Linked DNA regions of Mus musculus: all the other regions are linked to region 4. The links are chromatin contacts, called in public Micro-C and promoter capture Hi-C maps. All regions are on one chromosome and are shown on one strand. Each heading gives the region's core, a stretch centred on a gene start, on an enhancer-like site or on the middle of the called end of the contact. The rest is flanking DNA. Distances are from core to core; before and after follow the strand shown.

Region 1 (2,700 bases), core at 50-2,549, 1.7 Mb after region 4:
ACTAGGAGTGGCAGAAATACAATTCCTCCTTCTCATGGCCGGTCAAAGATGAAATTTGATTATGCTTTGAAGGGTGCGGTTTGAAATTTTTCCCTCAGTGTTGACCTACCTTAAGTGTTCTCTCTAGCCAAGGGGAGGCGTACTCCTCTGCATATATAGAGGCTGCGCTGCTCTGAAAAGCCAAACCAGTCCTGCACCATGGGGAAGAAGCAGCCAAGGGCGGCAGCAGCTGCTCCCAACTGTGAGCTAAGTAAGTGGCCACAGCCCAGGGACGCTGGCCAGCCGAGGAGCACACCTGGACGCTGACACAAACAGATCTCGCCCCTTTCTTTTCTAGATGCAGCGGAAGGTCCCAGAAGAAAGGTTCTGGGCTCGAAGGCATTTAAGAAGCCTTTCTCCAACGCCACGGATGAGCTGGAGAGGCGGCCAAGATTAATTTGTAGTTTCTCTTCTTTCAGGTGACGATTCTGTATGAAGAGCAGCAGCCCCAGCCAGGGGCCTTTCTGTTTGCTTTTGCTGTCATTTTTTTTTTTTTTTTAAAGTTTCCATCTTTAGGGTTTACCCTTTCTTCCTATCTCCGTTCTTACCAAATAATGAACATTTCTCCCGGCAGTTTCTATATGAAGAAAACAGGGCTGTCATCTATACTGTTGTAGGGGAAATCGAGAAGTCCTTTTCGGTGGCAACTTGGGGCGGGGGGTTGTCAGGTCATAAAACTGCGAAGAGGTGAGGCTGAGGCCGGGGATGGAGTGGGACTGTTTTGGGGGCAGGCAGGATAAAATGTGTGGAGAAGAGACAGAGCCAGGTGGGATCACTGTGAGTCTTGGGAGTAGGACGACGGGTGCAGCCGAACTGGCTCCACTGGTCGAAGTTTCTCGGTTCCTCCCAGGCGTGGGGTGTTCTTGGCGCGTCAGTGGGCACCGAGCAGTGGCTCAAGAAGCTAATAGGGACTGCCATGGCGCCTTAGGATCGAGTGTAGCTGTTTCTCGGAGTTATCATCTCTTAGGAGGAAAAAGGCGTGTAGCTGCCTAAAAGGAAGTGGCGGGAACTATGACAAAAATGTATATGTCCCGAGCATTCCGGGGATGGGAGTTGCCAATATAAGAACGCCGAAGGTTTGAACTGCGAGGACCGTGGCGCGCCCGGCGGAATCACGCCTCCGGATCAGCCCCGCCCCCGCTCAGGCCCCGCCCCCAGGCAGCTCGGATGGGCGGAGCCTCCGTTCCCGGTCCGCCGGCCACGCAATCCCGCAGCTGCAGGAGTCCAGCCAATCAGGAGAGGGGGGCTCCCGCCCGGCCGGCCAATCACGGGAGGGCAGGAGGTTGACTGGGTCGCCGCTGGCTCCTGGGATATGGAGTCGCCGGCGCGGCGTGTGTGGAGGTGGCGGAGCCGGTAAGCCGGGGTGCTGGCAGGGTCAGGGGTTACGGCGGCCCGCTGTGCGCGGGCGTGCGAGGGGGCTCGGACGGCGACCTACGGGGCTGGAGCAGCCTGCGGGGAGGGCGCAGCGGCGAGCCCGGGGAGGGAACCCGGTATCCCGAGGAGACCGGGAGGGCTCCCGGCTCAGCATAGGCGCCGACGATCACGGGCCTCGGCTCTTCACCGCCACCCGGGACACCGGACCACCCTTCCGCGGCCGGCCGGCCGGGGGGTGCGACCGCAGTGCCCTCCCGGAGCCCCGGGTGCCCTGCAGCGCAGCGCCCTGTCAGCCCAGCGGCTGCGGGAGCTGCGCGGTCTGCCCGAAGGCCTCAGGCCTCGCGGTTGAGTGCTGCTCGGTTGTCCGGCTGTGTGTGCAGCCTGGGACCCTGCGCCTTCCAAGGCCTCGTTCAGGGACACTTGCACGCGATGGATACTCCCCTTCTCAGCGGCGTCCTAGGCCGGGTAGTTTGCAAACTCATTTGTTTGATATTCCACCTTTGGATTCTTTGTCCGTTTCTTGGATACATCATATTTGGAAGGGCATCCTCAGAAGTAGAGTTTCCGCTGTATAAAATGGAGACACTCGGTTATCCCTTGGTTTTCAACGGTGTGATTTAAGGCAGCAAAAGCAAAATATGGGAGAAGAGCTGGTGAGGGCCGGTGGGCATCCGAGAGCTTCCATGTGACCCGTGGGGAAACCACGGGAAACTGTCCACGTTGTCCACCGTGGCATTCTCCACCCTGACCAAGTCTCCTTACTTCTTGGCTGTGTTAACTTTTGGTTCAGGCTCCTTAAGCTTTCCTGCGGTCCACACTTAAAGGTGGGGTGGGGGGATGGGGTGGTGGTGGTGGTGGTGGTGAAGGTTGGGTCTGTCAGGGCTGTTGGTGTTGTTAGTTAATACAGGTAAAGTGCTTAGGGCAGTCTCCTGCTGACCGGTATTTTTTTTTTTTAAATTACTGCTTGCTTGTGCCTGCTGTTTCCTTAAAGACTTTAACCTTCTCAGTAGTCTTTGCCCTGAGTCCCCTGGGCTATTGCCAAAGGTCCTCCAGGCAAGGCTTTCTAGCCATACTGTTAGTCTGCAAGTGCATCTAATTACAGGTGAAGAGATGCAAGGTGCTGACAGTACCTTCTTACTCTTTGTCTTTTTGAGACTAGATCTGGCTACCTCTCGTTAACTGGCCTTGAACTTGCAGTGTAGACCAAATTGTCCTCTAGCTTACAGTGATCCTCCTGCCTCTGCTGAGATCACAGACTTTTACCACTCAAACTTGGCTTCTGCTGAG
Region 2 (2,700 bases), core at 2-2,501, 1.6 Mb after region 4:
TAAACATACGGTTTCTGAGAGCGATTGCCAGAACTCTTCTGAAAACCCAAGCTCAGGGTTAGGGTTGGTATGAGAGGGGCAGATCATGCAGAAAGGTGTGAGCGTGGAGCGTGCGCAAAGCCTGCGGGGCCAGGAGAATGCAAGCTGAAGCCATGGAGAGATGGGAAGGGGAAGCTGAAAGATGAGCTCAGGATGTGCGGGGACAATCGGGTGGACACGGAGTACGGAGAGGGACAGGGACGGGCGTTCGGTGGGAATCCTGCATGGAAAAGCAAAACCCAGGGCCCAAGGCAGGGGATCCCGAGAGGCGGAGGCTGAGCCGCTGGAAGGGCTTCTACATCAAAAATGCTCTTCTTTCTCCAGGGCCCTCACCGAGGGGCTCGCCACGCAGGGCCAGAGCGGCCCAGCTGCAGCCTCCGGGTGACAAAGGGTCCAGGGGCGACAGTCGAACCCCACAGAGCAGCCCGAGCCCAGCACACCCTGGACAGCGCCATCTTCACAGCAGGGGAGGGAGCGCGGAGAGAGGTCGTCTCCGGGTCAGAGTGCGCCCCGCAGCACGCACGCGCCGCCCCTCCACGCCGACAGGCGGCTGCGAGCCGCCCCGCGCCCCCCGGGCGAGCCCGGGCGGGGACCCGGATTGGACGCGGCGACGCTTCCGCGCGCAGGACCGGAAGCGAGCCTCCCCGAGGGAGCGAGCGCCGGCCCAGCCTGAGGTCGCTATCGTGAGCCGAGGACGGCGTCTCCTTGAGGAACCCAGTGCCCTCGTCGGTCCCTGGGGGCTCGGGGCCGCGGGCGCTGCCCTTGACCTCTGTGGGAGCCCGGGGTCGTGGCCCCGATGGCGGCGGCGCGGGGTGGCGCTGCGCCCTCTAGTGGCGGCGGCCGGCAGGGCTCCGCCCTCCATCAATCTGGCGGCAGGTGTAGAACCCCTTTCCAACCCTCGCTTTCTGGTCCTCACGCGCCCTTGTCACGGAGTAGGTGCGCGGTGGATATTTTTTGGAGAAATGACTACTTGAAACTCGGAAGGGTTTCTAGGCGTCCAGCTGTCCGCGAGAGTCGACGGCCCTCTTGTGTCCATAGGCATTTTAACGGACGTGAAGCACGCTGAAGCCATGCGTCTGCAGTCAGGTTTAGTGTGGGGGACCTTGGACAGGTCACTTCGGTGAACTTCATGTGGGTTGTACCTGTGTTGCAGAATTCTGTGAAGATCGAAGGATGAAATGTTTGCATGTTTGCAAAAGCTCCCACGTCTGTAGAACATCTCCGTGTTTGGAGGGCTGGTGGTTTGAACAGTTGCAAAGCTGTTCTCTGCAAGAGGAGGTAGGTAGGTAGGATAGAAAATGACCAAAAGATGGGTTCTCTCGGTTCTCAGGTAGCTTCTAAGTCCCTCAACTACGGTGTCTCCGGCTCGCTAATAGAACTCCCAGGAGACACGAGCGCAGTCACAGACGGTTTTCTAACAGAAATGGAAAGGCACTGCCTGGGAGAACAAACTAAAGGGAGGGCATTTTGTGTAGTCCAGGGTGTGGGGGGGGGGGCGGGGGGGGGGAGGTCGTCCTGGGTAAAGTGCTGAGTAAGCTTAAGGACCTGAGTTCAATCCCTGACTCTAACGCCAAAAGCTGGGCACGGTGGTCTGTGCCTATGACCGCCTCCCCACCCCACCCCCAACACACCCACGTCCTGGCCTCTGTGCAGGGGAACCCGGAGCTTCTTTAGAGCTGAGACCCAGGCAGGAGGAGCCCTGGCACTTGCTAGCCAGCCAGTCTAGCCAAGTTAGCAAGTTACAGGGTTAGAGGGGACCCTGTCCAAAAAAAAAAAAAAAAGATATGTGCATATCCAACACCAGGCATGCGCAAACATGTACACAAACTACAAAAAGAAAAAATGTGATACGGATTCTACGGATTCATTTCCTCACATAGCTGCTGAGTATTTCTTCTTCCATTCCCCTTCCACTGACATACAGGTAACGAGTGTGTGTGCACACAAGCTCAGTCTCTGTCTGTCTCTCTCTGTCCAGCCCACAGTGCGTACATTTATAATCCCAGCACTGCAGTGGGGAAGGTGAGAGGTAGAAATAGGAAAATGTCCAGAATCTCGGAGGCCAGCTTGTCTGGAACGCCCTGCAGGGAAAAGAGACTGAGAAAAGACCCTTTCCCAAAGTGGCAGACAGGACAGACATCTCAGGTTGTCTTCTGACTGACGTGTGGCATTCATTATACATCCACTCGGACGAACCACACACGAATGCTCACATACATGCACAAAGATAAACATTTAAAAACAAACAGGACCGGAGCTCTTGACTCTAGCTGCATATGCATCAAAAGATGGCCTAGTCGGCCATCACTGGAAAGAGAGGCCCATTGGACACGCAAACTTTATATGCCCCAGTACAGGGGAACGCCAGGGCCATAAAAGGGGAGTGGGTGGGTAGGGGAGAGGGGGTGGGTGGCTATGGGGGACTTTTGGTATAGCATTGCAAATGTAAATGAGCGAAATACCTAATAAAAAATGGAAAAAAAAAAACAAACAGGAAATATACAGCTGCAGAGGTGGTGGCCAATGCTGAGCCGGCTGGGTTCGGGCTGGAACAATGTGTACGCACACAGATGAGTTGACCTGGAGAAGAACTGAAACTCTAGTTGTCGGAGTCAGAACAATTGAGAGGCCTTATAGACACTGGGAATCTATTCACTGATT
Region 3 (2,705 bases), core at 54-2,553, 1.8 Mb after region 4:
CTCGTTATCTCTGAATTACTTAACAGCTATGTTTACTAGCCTGCCTGTTTCTCCCAGCTTTAAGCTCTCTAAAGGCAGTGCCTGTCTGCAGTAAAGTGTGCTCAGTGACCAGCAGACTGTCACGAGTGAACAGTAAATATCAATAAATATCAAGTACAGAGACTTCTCAGCTGGTGAGTGAGGAAAAGGCGTCTTAGCTTCCTTCCTTGAAAAAGATGTTGAAGGTCTGGAGAAATGGCTCAACAGTTAAGAGCACTGACTGCTCTTCCAGAGGTCTGAGTTCAATTCCCAGCAACCACATGGTGGCTCACAACCATCTGTAATGAGATCTGACTCCCTCTTCTGGAGTGTCTGAAGACAGCTACAGTGTACTCATATAAGAAAAACAAAAAAACAAACAAAAAATCCTAACATAAGCCGTGTTCGAAGCCAACCTGGACTATGTATGTATGTATGTATGTATGTATGTGTGTGTGTATGTATATATAAATTTATTTAAGGCCAGTTTGGTAAGCCCTGTCTCAGGCAAAACTAAAAACGCTATAATAAACCGGACCCGGCGACCGCGTCTGGAAGTCCTGCACCATGAACTCTTCGCAACAAATCCCGTCTCAAAAAGAAAAGGCGGCTACCGAGACTCTTTTAAGTTTCTATCATAACTTAGGCGGCCAGCGGCGAGACTCCCGGAAGGAGAGGAACGCCGTGCCCCGCCACAGGGCGGGTTGCCTCGGTTTTCCCAGTCATGGAGGCGGGAGCCCAAGGCCGCGGCGTCTGCAGCCTGCCGGAGGCCGCCGCTCGGCTTTTCTTCCCGCCTCCATGCGGCGCGGGCCGAGCCAAGGAGCGCGGGAGGCCCGGGGCGCCTCTCCCAACGCGCCCCGCGGAGGCGAGGGGAGCCTAACGCCCGGGCGCTCGGGACGCGCGCGACCGGAAGCGCGCGGCCGGCCCCACCCCCACCGCGCCCCTCCCCCACCGCCCGCCGAGCCGCGCGCGACCCCCGGCCGGCGCGTGGCCGCCATTGCGTCCCCGCCGGCGCCGCCTTCCCGCCCGGGCCGCCTCGCGCTCCGCCGCGCCCCACTCACCCGCGGGGCCGCCTGGCCGCTGCCCGGGGCAGGAAGCTCCACTCCCCCGTCCCAGGCGGCGCCGACTTTACTCCTCACTTGCCAGCCGCGCACCGCAGCGAGGTGGCGCGCGTCCCAGGGGTCGGCGGGGTGCGGGAGGAGAGCGTAACTCGAGAGCCAACCGTCGCGGCTACCGTTTCCCGGCCGCGAGGGGCGTCGCAGGCGGCATGATCCGCACAGGCCGGGGGCCGGGGCTGGGGGGGGGGGGGGGGGCGGCCGAGGAGTGCGCGGGAGCGTGGGGAGGGGCGTGGCCTGCGCGCCGGCGTGCTGCGTCACCGCGTGGTCACGTGAGCGCCGCCATCTTGGCGAGCTCGGGAGCGCGCGGGCCGCCACGGGGACGCTGGGGGAGCTCCGGGGATCTTGGGGCAATGGCGCGGGGTCCTGACCTCCCTCTCTCGCGGGCGGGACAGCTGACCCTCGGCTACCTGCTCTGTTTAAGTAACTGTAAAACCTTGCGCTGCCATCTTAGTGCTTCGGAAAGGACTTAGCATGTCCTTGTGGGGAGTTGACCTTCATACAGATGCCTTTATCTCAGCCTTGGCAAGGTTCTGCTAGGGCATCATAGCGGTTTGCTCGCTCGCTTGCTTGTTTTTAGCATGCCCTCTACAAAGTGCATTATCAAATGTTTTGAGAAGTTGTATTTGACACCTTCCCTCCTAATAACTGGGTGAGTGAAGACTTTGGTTTTGAGCCTTCAGAACATACGATGTGATGTAAAACTGAAGCGTTTAGAAGGGCTTATTAGACTCCAGGCACCGTGATTCAGCAAATATTGCCCAATAAAGCTAAGGCCGATGACTACCTTTAAATAGAAGTACTCGGGTTTTGACTGATTAGGCTAGTTACCCAACCTCTCTGGAGTCGCTATCAAATTTATGGAAATTGCCAGGCGTGGTCAGCTGTGCCTCTGACCCCAGCACTTTGGGTTGGCAGGCACAGTGCTATCTCTTATCTTCATAGAAAGTTCCAGGCCCGGCAAGGCTATACAAAGAAAGCCTGTCTTAAAAAACTATGGAAAGTACAACACTAAGTCAGAGTCTCAACATTATGGAAAGTGACCTACAAAGTAAGGTCGGGGGAAAGCTTGCAGATACCAGCCTGGCCTGAACAACAGGCCAGCAGCAGTCATTCCATCACCCATAGTGTTTTTAAAAGGGGTCCTTTTTTTGAGATTATATTATCATTTCTCTCTTTTCCTCCCTCCAAACCTTTATTTTTTCTTTTAAAGATATATATATGTGTGTGTGTGTGTGTGTGTGTGTGTGTGTACACACATATAAATATATATTTGGTTTTTCAAGACAGGGTTTCTCTGTATAGCCCTGGCTGTCCTGGAACTCACTTTGTAGACCAGGCTGGCCTTCAACTCAGAAATCCGCCTGCCTCTGCCTCCCAAGTGCTGGCATTAAAGGCGTGTGCCACCACGCCCGGCCTATATTTATTTTTTATGTAGCTGTCTTCAGACACACCAGAAGAGAGCATCATATCCCATTACAGAGCCATCATGTGGTTGCTGGGAATTGAACTCAGGACCTCTGGAAGAGCAGTCAGTGCTCTTAACCACTGAGCCATCTCTCCAGCTCTTTC
Region 4 (2,700 bases), core at 179-2,678:
ACCTTGTCGCACAGTTTAGGCACAGCAATCCAAAAGGTATTTTTAACAGATTATGCTATAAAAAATAAACTAAAACGAAAACTAATGCTGGGTGTCTAAAAGCCCTCTGGTATTCACAGGTCCACTGCAAATGCCAAAAAAACCCAAAAAGCAAAAAACTTGGAAAACAAAACAAAACAAAAAAACAAAACCCGAAACGACCTCCACAAACCTCACTTGCAATGCAGGGAATATACATTCCACCAAACAAACAAACGCACGCAGAACCTCTAGCCACTATTTTAATAGCACCTTCTGGAAGTTTCCCAGTTATCTGGGAAAATGACAAAAGCTGAATCCTGACACTAAAACTACCCAAAAAATGGAAGTTCTATATAATGCAACGCCCCGATTTCCTTCCCCACCTCTGCCTGGCATATAGTGTGCACTCAATAAAAACTGTTGGTTGAATCAAGAGGTGGAAAGAAAAAGGCACAGGAGAAATCTAGGTGTCTATCCCTACAGCACCTAACACGTGGGAGCACCCTGGGTTCCCTACCCCCAACTATAGTGGGGCCAAACCTAATATGCGTTCGCTTGGGAGTACAGCGGCCGTGCCACGCTCCCAAACCGACTAAAGCTTAAAGTACAAGGTCATAAACGAGCAAAAGCCAGGTCCATCCAGGCTTCCCATCTGGAGTCCAGCAGCGCGTGTTTCTGAGGCGCGCCTTCTCCACCACCTCGCCTCGTCGCCCGTGCCGCGCACGCGCACCGCTGCTTTCATCGGCCCCTCCACAGCCTCGCGCTCGCGTTCTAACTGCACCCCCCCGCCCCCACGAGGGTCCGCAACGGCCTCGCGCCTTGGAGACCCGGCCCAATGTGTTCCGGTCCGCGCGCCAACCGCCTCCTTCCTCCACCCGCGCCTTGGCGCGGGCGCGGTGCTTCACGCCTTTGAGAGCCTCGCGCCTCCCGCACGTCTCTCTGTGCTGCCTCCTCCAATTGAAGGCAGGGTCCACCATTTCTGCCTACTCCAACCTCGCGCAACGGGGTGAAAAGGGTGTGAGGGGGAGGGGAAGGCCTTCCCCTCCCCCTAGACATCCCGAGGCGGTAACCTCAAGCGGCCATGCCGCTAGCCTGCCGCTGCCCCCAGGTCCGAAAGGAGCCGGTGCCTCCTGCCCCCGACCTCCAGCAAGGAGCGGACCAAGCCCGGAGGCTGTTTCCGAGCCTGGTCTTTGGCCACGCTCGGCCGCTCACTCACCTGAGGCCGCCATGTTGGGAGAGGGAGAGAGAACGCAAAGGACCCGGATGAGGCAGTCACGTGATTATAGCGGGCGCGACGGGCTTGGAGACGTGAAACCAGGAGGGGGCGGGGAGCCGAGGACGGAGGCAGAAGGCGGGGCGCCGCCGCCGCGCTGGGTTCGTAAAGCAGCGCGAGGGGGTGGCGCGGCGTCCGACGGGAAGACCTGCGCGACATGTGGCCGAAGGGGTGGAGTCTGAGCTGTCGCGAAACCCTTCGCTTTACGTCGGGCCCGGCGCGGCCGTCCGGTCCGATCTGCGCCCGGGGCGGAGTCTCCTGGCGCACAGACTTGTGGGTGCTGGATCGGCGCGAAGGGCGGGGTCGCACTTGCTGATTCTATGGAACAGAGTGGACTTGGAATCTAGAATGGGTGTGCCACAATTGATTTTTTCCGAAGGGAAGATTCTGAGTTTCTTTTTAAATCACTTTTTGTAAAGACAAAGAAAATATAATGTTCCGTAGAATGGTTTCAATTAAGAAGGTAACATTTGAACCATGGGCTTTTGCCTCATTTAACCCTCCAATGGACTGACAAGGGCCAGCACCGAGTGGCTAGCCACATTTCTTACAGCGAATGCTTCATTTTTTTTAAAAATATATATTTCAAAAAGTGAAACTATTGAACACCAGCCACGTGCCAGGCACTGTTTAACAGACATTTGTGGATATAAAAAGGGATTAAAACTACCTTGAATAAAATACTACAAATGATAAACATTACAGGTAAGTAGGCTAATAGAGTAAAAGGCAGTTGGGTACAACTCCAGATGGCCTGCCCCTCTACAAGAACAGGGAACATTCTTAGCCACTGAGCCACAATTCCAGCTCCTAAAATTTTTTTATGACCCTAAAACATACAAACCATAAAACAAACAAAAAACAAACAAATAAAAACAGGGGTTGGAGAGATGGCTCAGCGGTTAAGAGCACTGACTACTCTTCCAGAATTCCTAGCACCCACATGGCAGCTCACAACTCTAACTCCAGTTCCAAAGGATCTGACACCCTCATATAGACATACATGCAGCAAAACAGCAATGCACATAAAATAAAAATAAATATACTTTAAAAAATGATTTGCAGAAACAGGCATGGTGGCACATACCCTTAATTAATTTATTTACTTATATTTAATTTGGTGTTTTGAAACAGGGTCTCTCTACATAGCACTGGCTGTCCTGGAACTCATTATGTAGACCAGGCAAGACTTTAAATTCAGAGAGCCACCTATCTCTGCCTCCTGAATGCTGGGATTAACAGTATTCATTACCATGCCCAGCTGGCACACATCTCTAATTCCTACAGTTGGAAGGCAGACAAAGGCAAATCTCTATGTATAGAGAGTTTGAGGCTAATTTGGTCTACATATCCAGTTCCAAGTCAGCCAAGGCTACATACACACAGACCCTGTCTCAAAACAAAAC
Region 5 (2,970 bases), core at 230-2,729, 1.4 Mb after region 4:
TGAACACTGTATCCTGGACCAGCAACTGCCTGCCAGTCTCCAGAGAGGCAAGAAGGGAGGAGGGGGGGAGAAGGAAGAGGAGGAGGAGGAGAAGGAAGACAAGAAGGAGGATGAGGAGGACGAGGAGGACGAGGAGGATGAGGATGAGGAGGCCTGGTTTCCCCAGCCAGCTCATCCCTCTCCCTGAGATCACCTCTGTTTCTGGATGCTTGAAGGTGAGCTGCAGATGGAGCCACTCAAGTTACCTGGGCATTGACTCTCCTGAAGGCTCAGGGGACAGATTTCCTATAAGCCTTTTCCCCAGCCTCTCCCAACCCTGCAGCCCCAAAACCTGGACTCCGGTTCAAAGGTAACTAGGGTCCCGGGGAAGCCTGGCAGCTTCTGAGCTACTGTTCCCACAGTCCTCTGCTCTGAGGCCGGCCATCTTGTGCCCCGCTCATGGCCCTCTATACTCTCTGGGGCATACCACCCTCTGACCTCCTTCTTCTGCTGGTCCTTCCCCTGCTGTGCTCTCAGCCCTCCTGCTCACATGCTCTTGCCCTGAGAGTAGCTTCCCTCTGGAACCTTTCCAGACCTGTTTCCTCTTCATAGCATCATCTTCGCTCTGTTCCTGGGTTTCAGCCTACATCTCTGTGCTGTGGACAAACCCATCTCCCTCTTTGGACATAGAGAAGGTGCCATGCCTCACCTGCTCCCCAAACCCCAATCCCTACGTGCACAGGACAGGTCTCTGTATGTATAGTGCCACAGTGGACAGTGGGACAGTGGTGGGTGATGGGAGAGATTCGGACAACACGGGGCACATATGACCAAAAAAAGCAATCCTCATTCTTCATCTTGAATTAAAAAAAAAAAAAAAAGATTTATTTATTTTATGTAAGTACACTGTAGCTGACTTCAGATGCACCAGAAGAGGGCATCAGATCCCATTACAGATGGTTGTGAGCCACCATGTGGTTGCTGGGAATTGAACTCAGGACCTCTGGAAGAGCAAGCAGTCAGTGCTCTTAACCTCTGAGCCATCTCTCCAGTCCCATTTTGAATTTTTTATTATTGTGTTTACCTATCTATGTGTTTGTGGTGTGTCCATGTGTGCATGAGGGCATGCGTGTGGCAAGCAGGGGACAACTCGCAGGAATCCATCCACTCTTCCACCATGTGAGTTGCGAGGATTGAACGTAGGTGGTCAGCTTGGTGGCAAACGGCTTCACCCTCTCAGCCATCTCGAAAGCCCGCTAAGGATTTGCAGGCTGCGTCTCAACTGAGGTCAACTCAGTTGACTTGGGTTAAGTGGATGCCGTCCTTGTTCTGTCTTTGAATATCAGATAAATGAGTTGACTTAAAATTTTGTTCATTTGTACTTTCATGTCACCTGCGCTTTTCCCTGCCTTCTACCCATGGCCCTGCCCAGCTGGCAGGAGGAAGGTCAGCAAAGCTGCTGATAAGAGGCGTATAAAGAGGGCTCGGTTCATGGCAAGGGGACAGTGGTCTACTCTCTCCACAACATGTTGCGCTTCCTGGTGTTTGCTTCCCTGGTCCTGTGTGGTAAGTGGATCATTTGGCCCAAGTTCTGAGGGAGGTGGACTTGAGCAGGGAGGATCATAAAGTCTCTACGCCCTGGCTGGCTTTCTATCTCAGAGGAAGGCAGAAAGCTGTGTCTGTCAGCCTAGCAAAAGCCTTACTCTCCTTGAGCAAAGGACAGGCGCTGAGGCGCACTGCCTGGCCTTGCAGGAGGTTGAGTCAAGAGGCAGAGAAGGAGCCCCTTGGGAGTTCCCCACCAGCCCTCTTGGCTGCAAGATGCCCAGACACTGCTTGATTGGATGCACACTGCTCCTGGAGAATCCTCCTGAAGCCCGGGAGGGGTTTCCTTCAGCTGAGCGGTGGCCTTGAGTGGGGGTGAGCCTAGGCACCAGTGGACCCTAGCTTAGTGGTTTGGGCAGGACTTTCATGGCAAGGGAAAATGACACCCCAGACACTTCAGACACCCCAGAGGAAAAGAAAGCACTCTGAGGCACTGTTTTCAAAAGAAGCAAAAGGGGCACAGATGACTCAGAACTGGCCCCTCAGTGTTTTGGGGGAGAGCAGTAAATCTGCAGACAAAGCTAACAGTCTTCACAGTGTAGCTGCCTCGCCCCACCCCCCACCCGGCCAGACCCACGCTTAGTCATCACTCGCTCTCTGCCCCACAAAGGACACAGTACCGAGGACGTTCCGGAAACTGACGCCCGCGTGGTTGGAGGGGCTGAAGCCCGGAGGAACTCTTGGCCGTCTCAGGTGGGTGTTGCTCTAGCCCAGGCTTTTACCCAAACAAAAGATGCTGTGCATCACACACCCCCAAAAATGTATTTTAGGTGTATATGTGTTTTTACCAGCAGGCAGCTCACTTGCTGTCTAATTCTAGATTTTAACCATGTGTGGAACAAGACTGAGGTGGGAGTCTAAATACAAAATGATTGGGGGCGGGGGATGAATTTATATACCAGTCTTGTGGTCATAGACTCTCAAACGTGTGTGTGTGTGTGTGTGTGTGTGTGAGAGAGAGAGAGAGAGAGAGAGAGAGAGAGAGAGAGAGAGAGAGAGACAGAGAGAGAGAGATAGAGAGAGAGAGAGACACACACAGAGAGAGACACAGAGACACAGAGACACAGACAAAGTGCCAGACTGCCACAGCACAGAAGGTTGCTAACCTTCCACCATGTTTGTGGCGTGGCCTTTCATGTTTCTGCCGCTCCGCTGTATGCTGCATACCATGCTGGTGCCAACCCCTCACCCGCCTCACTGAACTCCCCAAGCTTCTGGGTCACTCTCCGGTCTGCACCTCCCGCCTCACCAGAGAGTGCTGGGAACCCCAGATGCTTTCCACAGCATCCAGGCTTTTGTTTGTTGTTTGCTGACAGGGTCTTGCCAGGCAGCCCTGGCTGGCCTGGAACTGGCTAGGCAGACCAGGCTGCTGCTGCTGAACACACAGGC
Region 6 (2,849 bases), core at 106-2,605, 1.6 Mb after region 4:
ACACACACACACACACACACACCCTACATAAAGTTTAATCCTGTCGTGCATCCACCTAGCCAATAAATACTCACTGTGCTCCTAAATGTCAAATAACCAGATTTTAAAAACCTGGTATTGAGAATACAATAAATAAACAACTCTTCAATTCAAGTTCCATGGAATCCAGTCAAGACAGAAGACTAAAAAACAACAAATACAAGTGGTAGTGATGCCAAGGAAATAAAGAGACCAAAAGAAGCAGTTATTTCAAATCATGGCTCTCATTCCAGTACTTAAGAAGCTAAAGCAGGCTTTTAAAATGGGAGGCAGGCAGATCTTGGGGTTCAAGGCCAGCCTGGTCTACAGAGGGAGTTCCAGGACAGCCAACGCCACAGAGAAACCCTGTCTCAAATAAACAAATTCAAAACCATCTTGAGCTAAAAAGACCCTGTTCAAAACCAAACGGTGTGTGTGTGTGTGTGTGTGTGTGTGTGTGTGTATGTGTGTGTGTGTGTAATGTATTACCTCTCTAATATGAAGACCTGAATAGTTACTAACTGAACCAACGTATGGCTGGTTGGCATAAGATTGTAAAGGTAAGCCGGGCGTGGTGGCACACGCCTTTAATCCCAGCACTTGGGAGGCAGAGGCAGGCAGATTTCTGAGTTTGAGGCCAGCCTTGTCTACAAAGTGAGTTCCAGGACAGCCAGAGCTATAACTTTTTGGTCCATATTTTGCCCACTTTAAAGATGAACTGCAAAACTGTGATTATCAGAGACAATAATTAAAAAAAGAAAAGAAAAGAAAAATTTAAGAATGTGAAGAAATCAGCCCGTATAGTGGCGCACGCCGTTATCCAGCATTCAGGACGCAGAGGCAGGTGGATCTCTTCAGTTCGAGGCCAGCCTGGAATAGTGTGAGTTCCAGGGCAGCCAGAGCCATGTAGAGAGACCCCGTTTGGGGTGGGAAAAATGTTGAAATCGATCCATCATATAAATAGATAGGTCATTGCTCATAATTTCTCTTATAAATTAGGCCAGCTGCAGCAAGTCATATGGGACAACCCCGTGAGAATCACGTTCCCCAGGCATGGGGTGAGGTTCTGGTGCGAGGAAGTGTAGCCGAGGATCCGCAGCCTCCCGCTTCAAGGCGGGCAACTGCCCTACAGGCGCTCTCCGGGGTCCGCCGCGAATGTTCCAGGGTGGGCGAGGGCTTTTGGGCACTGGCCGCCTCCAACTCCCGGCATGCCTTGGGTGTGGGCCAAGTGTAGACTCCATTTCCCAGGCTGCCCCGGGCCTCGGCCGCGACGCGCCGGCGCCTATAAGAGGCAGAGCGCTGCAGCCGGAGCCTATTGTTAGCCGGAGCCGGGACGGTTCTGGTCTTCGCTGCCCGGGGAGCCAGAGTGCAGAGCCGCCCGACCCCCGCCGCCTGCCGGCCGGCCCACACACCCTGCAGCCCCGAGAGCCACGCGACGGGCCTGGGAGCCGGCACGCCTCGGTCTCCCCTCCTTGCACACGGGCTGAGTAGGCAGCGGGGGCGGCGGAGACCGTGACGGGAGAAGCGGCTGCGGCGGGGCCGGTAATGGGCCTGGGGTGCGGGGAGGAGGGGTCCGCCTCGTCCTTGCCTGGCAGCAGTTCTCGGGCAGCCGTGGAGCAGCGCTCCGGCGCCGAGCTGTGCGGACTAAGGAGGCGGGGGGCGGGGAGCCGAGGCGCCTCTGGGAAGAGGCGTGAGAGCTAGGGGCGCCGGGGACGCGGGTCGGGCTGCAGGCTAGCTCGAGGGATGGATGGGCGGCTTGGAAGCCGGCTGGATTGCGGCTGACGGCTGAGTTCGGAATGGAGTGGGCAGTGATGTAGGATGGAGGGAAGTGAAGGAAGGGGAGGGGGCCTGGAGGAAAATGTGGGAGGAGTGGTTGGGAATTTGTGAGTAGCAGGCAGGAGGATGTGGAAGGCTGTGGGGACTGCAGAAGATGGAAATGAGCGGGAAGGTTAGCGGGAATCCATGGGTTGAGAGCGGAAGGGTTCTTCAGCGGTGCTGAGGGGAACTGGTGACTTGGCATGTCCCTTCTGCTCTGATTCCCGATGTCTCCCATTTTTTCTGGCGTTGTGTGCAAAAATGAGAGCATCACTTGTCCCGGGTGCTAGCTTGATCCTTTTCGCAGGCCTAAACACGCAGCCGCCTGCCATCCATCCTTTGAGTGCTATGGTCTTGATTCACCCTTTTAGAAGGGTTGAGAGTGACAGTGTGACACAGAAACCATTCTTCAGTATGAAAGGTTAGAAGTTATCCCCAAGAGATGACACTGTTCCCCGTGTCCTCCAGTTTTCGTGGTTAGAACCCCAGCCGATTCACATTCTCCTTTTCTTTGGTGGCTTTAAATTTTACAGATATCCAAAACCAGGGTGTTGGTGTGTGGGAGAGTTATAAATGGCGATATCCTTCCGAGGAGAGTTAATGCGGCATCATGTTCCAGGTCTCTCACAAAGCTCTGTGTCTTCTAGGATGTGGCTTTAATGTAGGAAGCCGAATTCTAACCTAAACGGGGACAACCTGGGGAGTAGAGGAGGGAAGGGGCCTTCTTTAAATACCTAGCTTAAGGAGGAGGTTTACACCGAGTGTCTTCCCACTTCCACGATCTTGGGGATCGCAAGGACACGTAGAGCCATAAGATAGTATTTGCGAATCACCCACAGTATCTTAGAAAGGGGGAACAAGGTAGGGCATCGTACTCAAGTGTTACAGTGTTGCGGTATAACAGGAGCCTCGCTGCCCCAGAGTGTCTGGTAGTCTTCACAGTCCTATAAGAGGTTCCTTGACCTTTGGCAGAATATTGGGTTTGAGTTGGGTGGAAAGATTGTCCCCTGTGTTAG
Region 7 (2,984 bases), core at 438-2,937, 1.5 Mb after region 4:
GCAAGCAGCCCCTTTTATAGTGGGTCAGGCCTACCTGGCAGTTGCCAGATAACTGTGGAGTGGAGCTTAGACAGTACACTAACAGTATGTGTTGTGTGTGTGCCTATATGTGTGAATGTGTGTGTGTTCGAGGATGAGCGGGTGTGCATGTGTTTGCGTGTGTGTACGCTCGTGGGGAATGTGTGGGGTGTGTCTCTGAGCATATGTGGGGCTGTGTAGGGTGTCTGGGGGAATGTATCTCTGTGTGGTGTGTGTGTGTGTGTGTGTGTGTGTGTGTGTGTGTGAGAGAGAGAGAGAGAGAGAGAGAGAGAGAGAGAGAGAGAGACTTTGTTGTTCAGGCTGCATCCTAATTCACAGGTTCATTCGGTTTGCTGCCTCTCCAGCAGCCGGTCCTACAGGTGGGACGGTGCCCGGCTCAGGCTACCTCTGTTTGTAAAACTAAACTGTATCGTTTGCCTAGACCGCAAATGGATGGACGCGCTGGGATAAAACCCCAAGCTTTCTGGTTCTTGACCCTTTAGTTAGTCTCACCCGCAGTGCCTCCTCCATGGCCCCAGGAAAACAGCGGACAGCCCAGCTCTGCGGCACCAGTAGCCAGCATGATGCAGGCAGCCTGGAGTGTACCTGTTGGTCAAACCCAGCCGATGCTGCTCCCCTCTCCTCCTGAGTGTGTGCTTCCACTGGAGACGTTTAAGGGACTGTCTGGCAAGGGCTCTACAGTTCATCATTTCTCCTATTGCTGCTTCTGCACGGCCTACCGAGATCATCCTAGACCACGGAAGCACGGGTGTGGGGTGAGGGCGAAGAGGGAAACACTGTTGGGAATCCACTTGGCTGCGTTGATAACGCTCTTCTCTGGTGACTCCCTTCATTCTTTCTCGCTCTCCTGGTCTTCCTTCTTTTGTCCATTATGTCCCAAACCTTCGTTCCCCTGGCCCCTAATCGGCCTCTGAGTCTCCCTCTACCTTCAAAAGTCAGTAGATATAACAAACCCTCCCCACCATCACGGTCCCCAAAACAGTGGCTTGTTTTTCTCCATCGCGTCAAACTTTGCCTTTCTTTTCACACCTTCGTGTGCTGCTTGACTAGCCCGCAGGCTGCAGGTGGGACCCCGCCCCTCCTGAAGGTGGGAAAGCGAGCTAGCTCAGCAGAGCGTCCGGGACCCTGGTCCCTCTGGGATGTGCACAGCTGCTCCGGAGACCCTGAGCCTTAGTGACGTCCGAGTTCCCTCTCCTTTACGGCCTAGAGGACAGACGTGAACTTGAGGTTGGCCGTTGAGAAGGGCAGTTGACCACCAGAGAGTCACGGTTGTCACTGCTCAATCCTCGGCTGAAGGGAAGGCGACACGGGGTCCCCTATCGAGACTCCAGTCCTGCTCTCCAAGGGGGCTGAGTCAAGCGGCCCCACAGGCCCTGGGTCCCAGTCCCCGCGAGGCCTGGGGTTCCTACCCACCCCCACGCGCAGCTCGCAGCTTCCCAGACCCCCCCTCCTTTTCCTGACCGCCGCCCCCGGCGGCTGGCGCGGGAGGTGCAGCATGCGGCAAAGCGCTTTGCATAAATTATGCTCATGACGCAGCAGCTAAAAAAATCCAAGTAGCAGAAGGAGGGAAAGGGGGGGAGGGAGGAGGGGGCGAGGAGGGGACTGCACCTGGCCGCCCCCGCCCCCGGCGTCCCGGCCCGTGCGTGGCCCGCAACCCACCGCCGCTCCGCTCTGCCAGCCCCGGCGGGGGGCTCAGGGGGCGGCGGGTCCCGAGTGGCTCCGGGCCGAGCGAGCCGGGCCGAGCCGCTCCGGCTTCTTTGTCTGCGGGCGGCCGCCCCGGCCGCGGCCCCCTGGCCCGGGCTGGGGGATGAGTGTCTAGCCGGTGGCCGCTGGGCAGCCGGGGAGCGGGAGGCTGGGCTTCGGGCTCCGGTGAGTAGCGGGGTCCGGGGCGGGGAGGGCTTTGCACGGAGGGGGAGGGGGCCGGGCAGGGGAGGTTTCGAATTTGGTTAATATGCAATGCCCGTAATTAGCATAATTTATATATTTATGATAAAGAGAGAAAAAGGCGCGGGGCCGGGGCGGCGGGCTGCGGCCCCGGAGGCTGGAGCTCTGGGAGTCGAGGGCCGCGCTCTGCCCACCTGGGGCCGCAGACCCCGGGCCGCACCCTGGTCTCCGGTCCCCGCGGACACTCGAGGAGGGGCGGCCGCTTGGGTGGACGCCCTGCCCTGGTGGGGGGCGGGGTGTCGGGGAGAGGCACGTAGAGTCCTGGATCCCGGGACGCTTGGGTTCCCTGGCGACCTGTCACCGCTACTCCGGAGAAAGGGCTGGTGGGACTCTGGGGGGCAGAGACCTCGCTGTCACTGGAAGGATGGGGGAATGGTGGGAGGGTCACCGTCGATCAGAGCGTGAGCACTTCATAAATATTTAATGACAGTATTAGTATTAATAATGTCATAAAACGGGCCCACTATCTCCTCCCGGGACATTTGCACCTGGCAAGGCTGAGGGATCTCCAGAGTGGCTTCTAAGCCACTTCAGCGCTAAGATCGCCTCCTCGGGCTTGGGTGGGAAGCCTGAAACCTTTACAGAGTAGTCGCTGCAGCTGGGCAGGAGAAAATGAAAGCCTGCTCAAAAGCTTCCCTAGGCCAAAGACAGGAAGCTCCTAGCAGACACAGAGACTGTAGCCTGTTGGCTCCCTGGCATTCCTTGCTCACAAAATAGAAGGCGGGGCCCCCAGTTCCATGCATATATACCCGTCGCTTTGGTAATCTACGACAGTCAACACTGCAAACCGGCATGCTGGGCGTGTATTCCGTTTTGATTGAAGTTTGTGAGCAGGATATTTCTGTGACTCGGGGGCCTCTTTACATATGTAAAGCAGAATCACATTCATTCCTTCTATGGTACTTCAATAAAAAAAAATCAGTGTGCGAGAGCCGCACTCAGACAAAGCCCCACCTGTCCTGGAAGGAGCAAGACAAACAAACTCGGAAAAAAACAAAAAA

The links. Promoter capture Hi-C pulls out the DNA fragments that hold promoters and counts their contacts. Hi-C and Micro-C count contacts between places; a contact is called where the count stands out from the background.
Region 1: a contact with region 4 is called in a promoter capture Hi-C map of pre-B cells, with 6 times the contacts expected there. The contact joins the promoter of Slc11a2 here to the promoter of Eif4b in region 4. A contact is called at or near these places in 3 of 39 promoter capture datasets (erythroid cells, liver and pre-B cells).
Region 2: a contact with region 4 is called in a promoter capture Hi-C map of pre-B cells, with 9 times the contacts expected there. The contact joins the promoter of 5330439K02Rik here to the promoter of Eif4b in region 4. A contact is called at or near these places in 3 of 39 promoter capture datasets (liver and pre-B cells), 2 of 115 datasets of contacts at active chromatin or transcription factors (astrocytes and large pre-B cells) and 1 of 9 other capture datasets (liver).
Region 3: a Micro-C map of the G1E-ER4 cell line shows a contact between it and region 4. The contact joins the promoter of Atf1 here to the promoter of Eif4b in region 4. A contact is called at or near these places in 1 of 484 Hi-C or Micro-C datasets (the G1E-ER4 cell line) and 2 of 115 datasets of contacts at active chromatin or transcription factors (large pre-B cells and microglia).
Region 5: a contact with region 4 is called in a promoter capture Hi-C map of hippocampal neurons, with 7 times the contacts expected there. The contact joins the promoter of Cela1 here to the promoter of Eif4b in region 4. A contact is called at or near these places in 3 of 39 promoter capture datasets (3T3-L1-derived adipocytes, hippocampal neurons and pre-B cells).
Region 6: a promoter capture Hi-C map of liver shows a contact between it and region 4, with 6 times the contacts expected there. The contact joins the promoter of Csrnp2 here to the promoter of Eif4b in region 4. A contact is called at or near these places in 4 of 39 promoter capture datasets (hippocampal neurons, liver and pre-B cells).
Region 7: a contact with region 4 is called in a promoter capture Hi-C map of pre-B cells, with 8 times the contacts expected there. The contact joins the promoter of Pou6f1 here to the promoter of Eif4b in region 4. A contact is called at or near these places in 4 of 39 promoter capture datasets (cranial neural crest, hippocampal neurons, liver and 1 more).

What each region holds. Positions count from the first base shown.
Region 1 is chr15:100,421,654-100,424,353 of GRCm38.p6, reverse strand. It overlaps Slc11a2 (solute carrier family 11 (proton-coupled divalent metal ion transporters), member 2), which reads left to right and starts at 1,299. Exons shown (of 17, transcript NM_008732.2): 1 at 1,299-1,392. Gm5475 (predicted gene 5475) reads right to left here and starts at 1,161. Exons shown (of 3, transcript NR_040351.1): 1 at 110-1,161.
Region 2 is chr15:100,466,918-100,469,617 of GRCm38.p6, reverse strand. It overlaps 5330439K02Rik (a long non-coding RNA gene), which reads left to right and starts at 1,251. Exons shown (of 3, transcript XR_001781773.2): 1 at 1,251-1,317. It overlaps Letmd1 (LETM1 domain containing 1), which reads right to left and starts at 607. Exons shown (of 9, transcript NM_134093.3): 1 at 373-607. The coding sequence starts at 494.
Region 3 is chr15:100,226,457-100,229,161 of GRCm38.p6, reverse strand. It overlaps Atf1 (activating transcription factor 1), which reads right to left and starts at 1,303. Exons shown (of 7, transcript NM_007497.3): 1 at 1,080-1,303.
Region 4 is chr15:102,072,501-102,075,200 of GRCm38.p6, reverse strand. It overlaps Eif4b (eukaryotic translation initiation factor 4B), which reads right to left and starts at 1,428. Exons shown (of 15, transcript NM_145625.3): 1 at 1,238-1,428. The coding sequence starts at 1,250.
Region 5 is chr15:100,686,429-100,689,398 of GRCm38.p6, reverse strand. It overlaps Cela1 (chymotrypsin-like elastase family, member 1), which reads left to right and starts at 1,479. Exons shown (of 8, transcript NM_033612.2): 1 at 1,479-1,545; 2 at 2,192-2,274. The coding sequence starts at 1,506.
Region 6 is chr15:100,493,745-100,496,593 of GRCm38.p6, reverse strand. Csrnp2 (cysteine-serine-rich nuclear protein 2) reads left to right here and starts at 1,355. Exons shown (of 5, transcript NM_153407.2): 1 at 1,355-1,560.
Region 7 is chr15:100,598,687-100,601,670 of GRCm38.p6, reverse strand. It overlaps Pou6f1 (POU domain, class 6, transcription factor 1), which reads left to right and starts at 1,687. Exons shown (of 11, transcript NM_001304965.1): 1 at 1,687-1,908.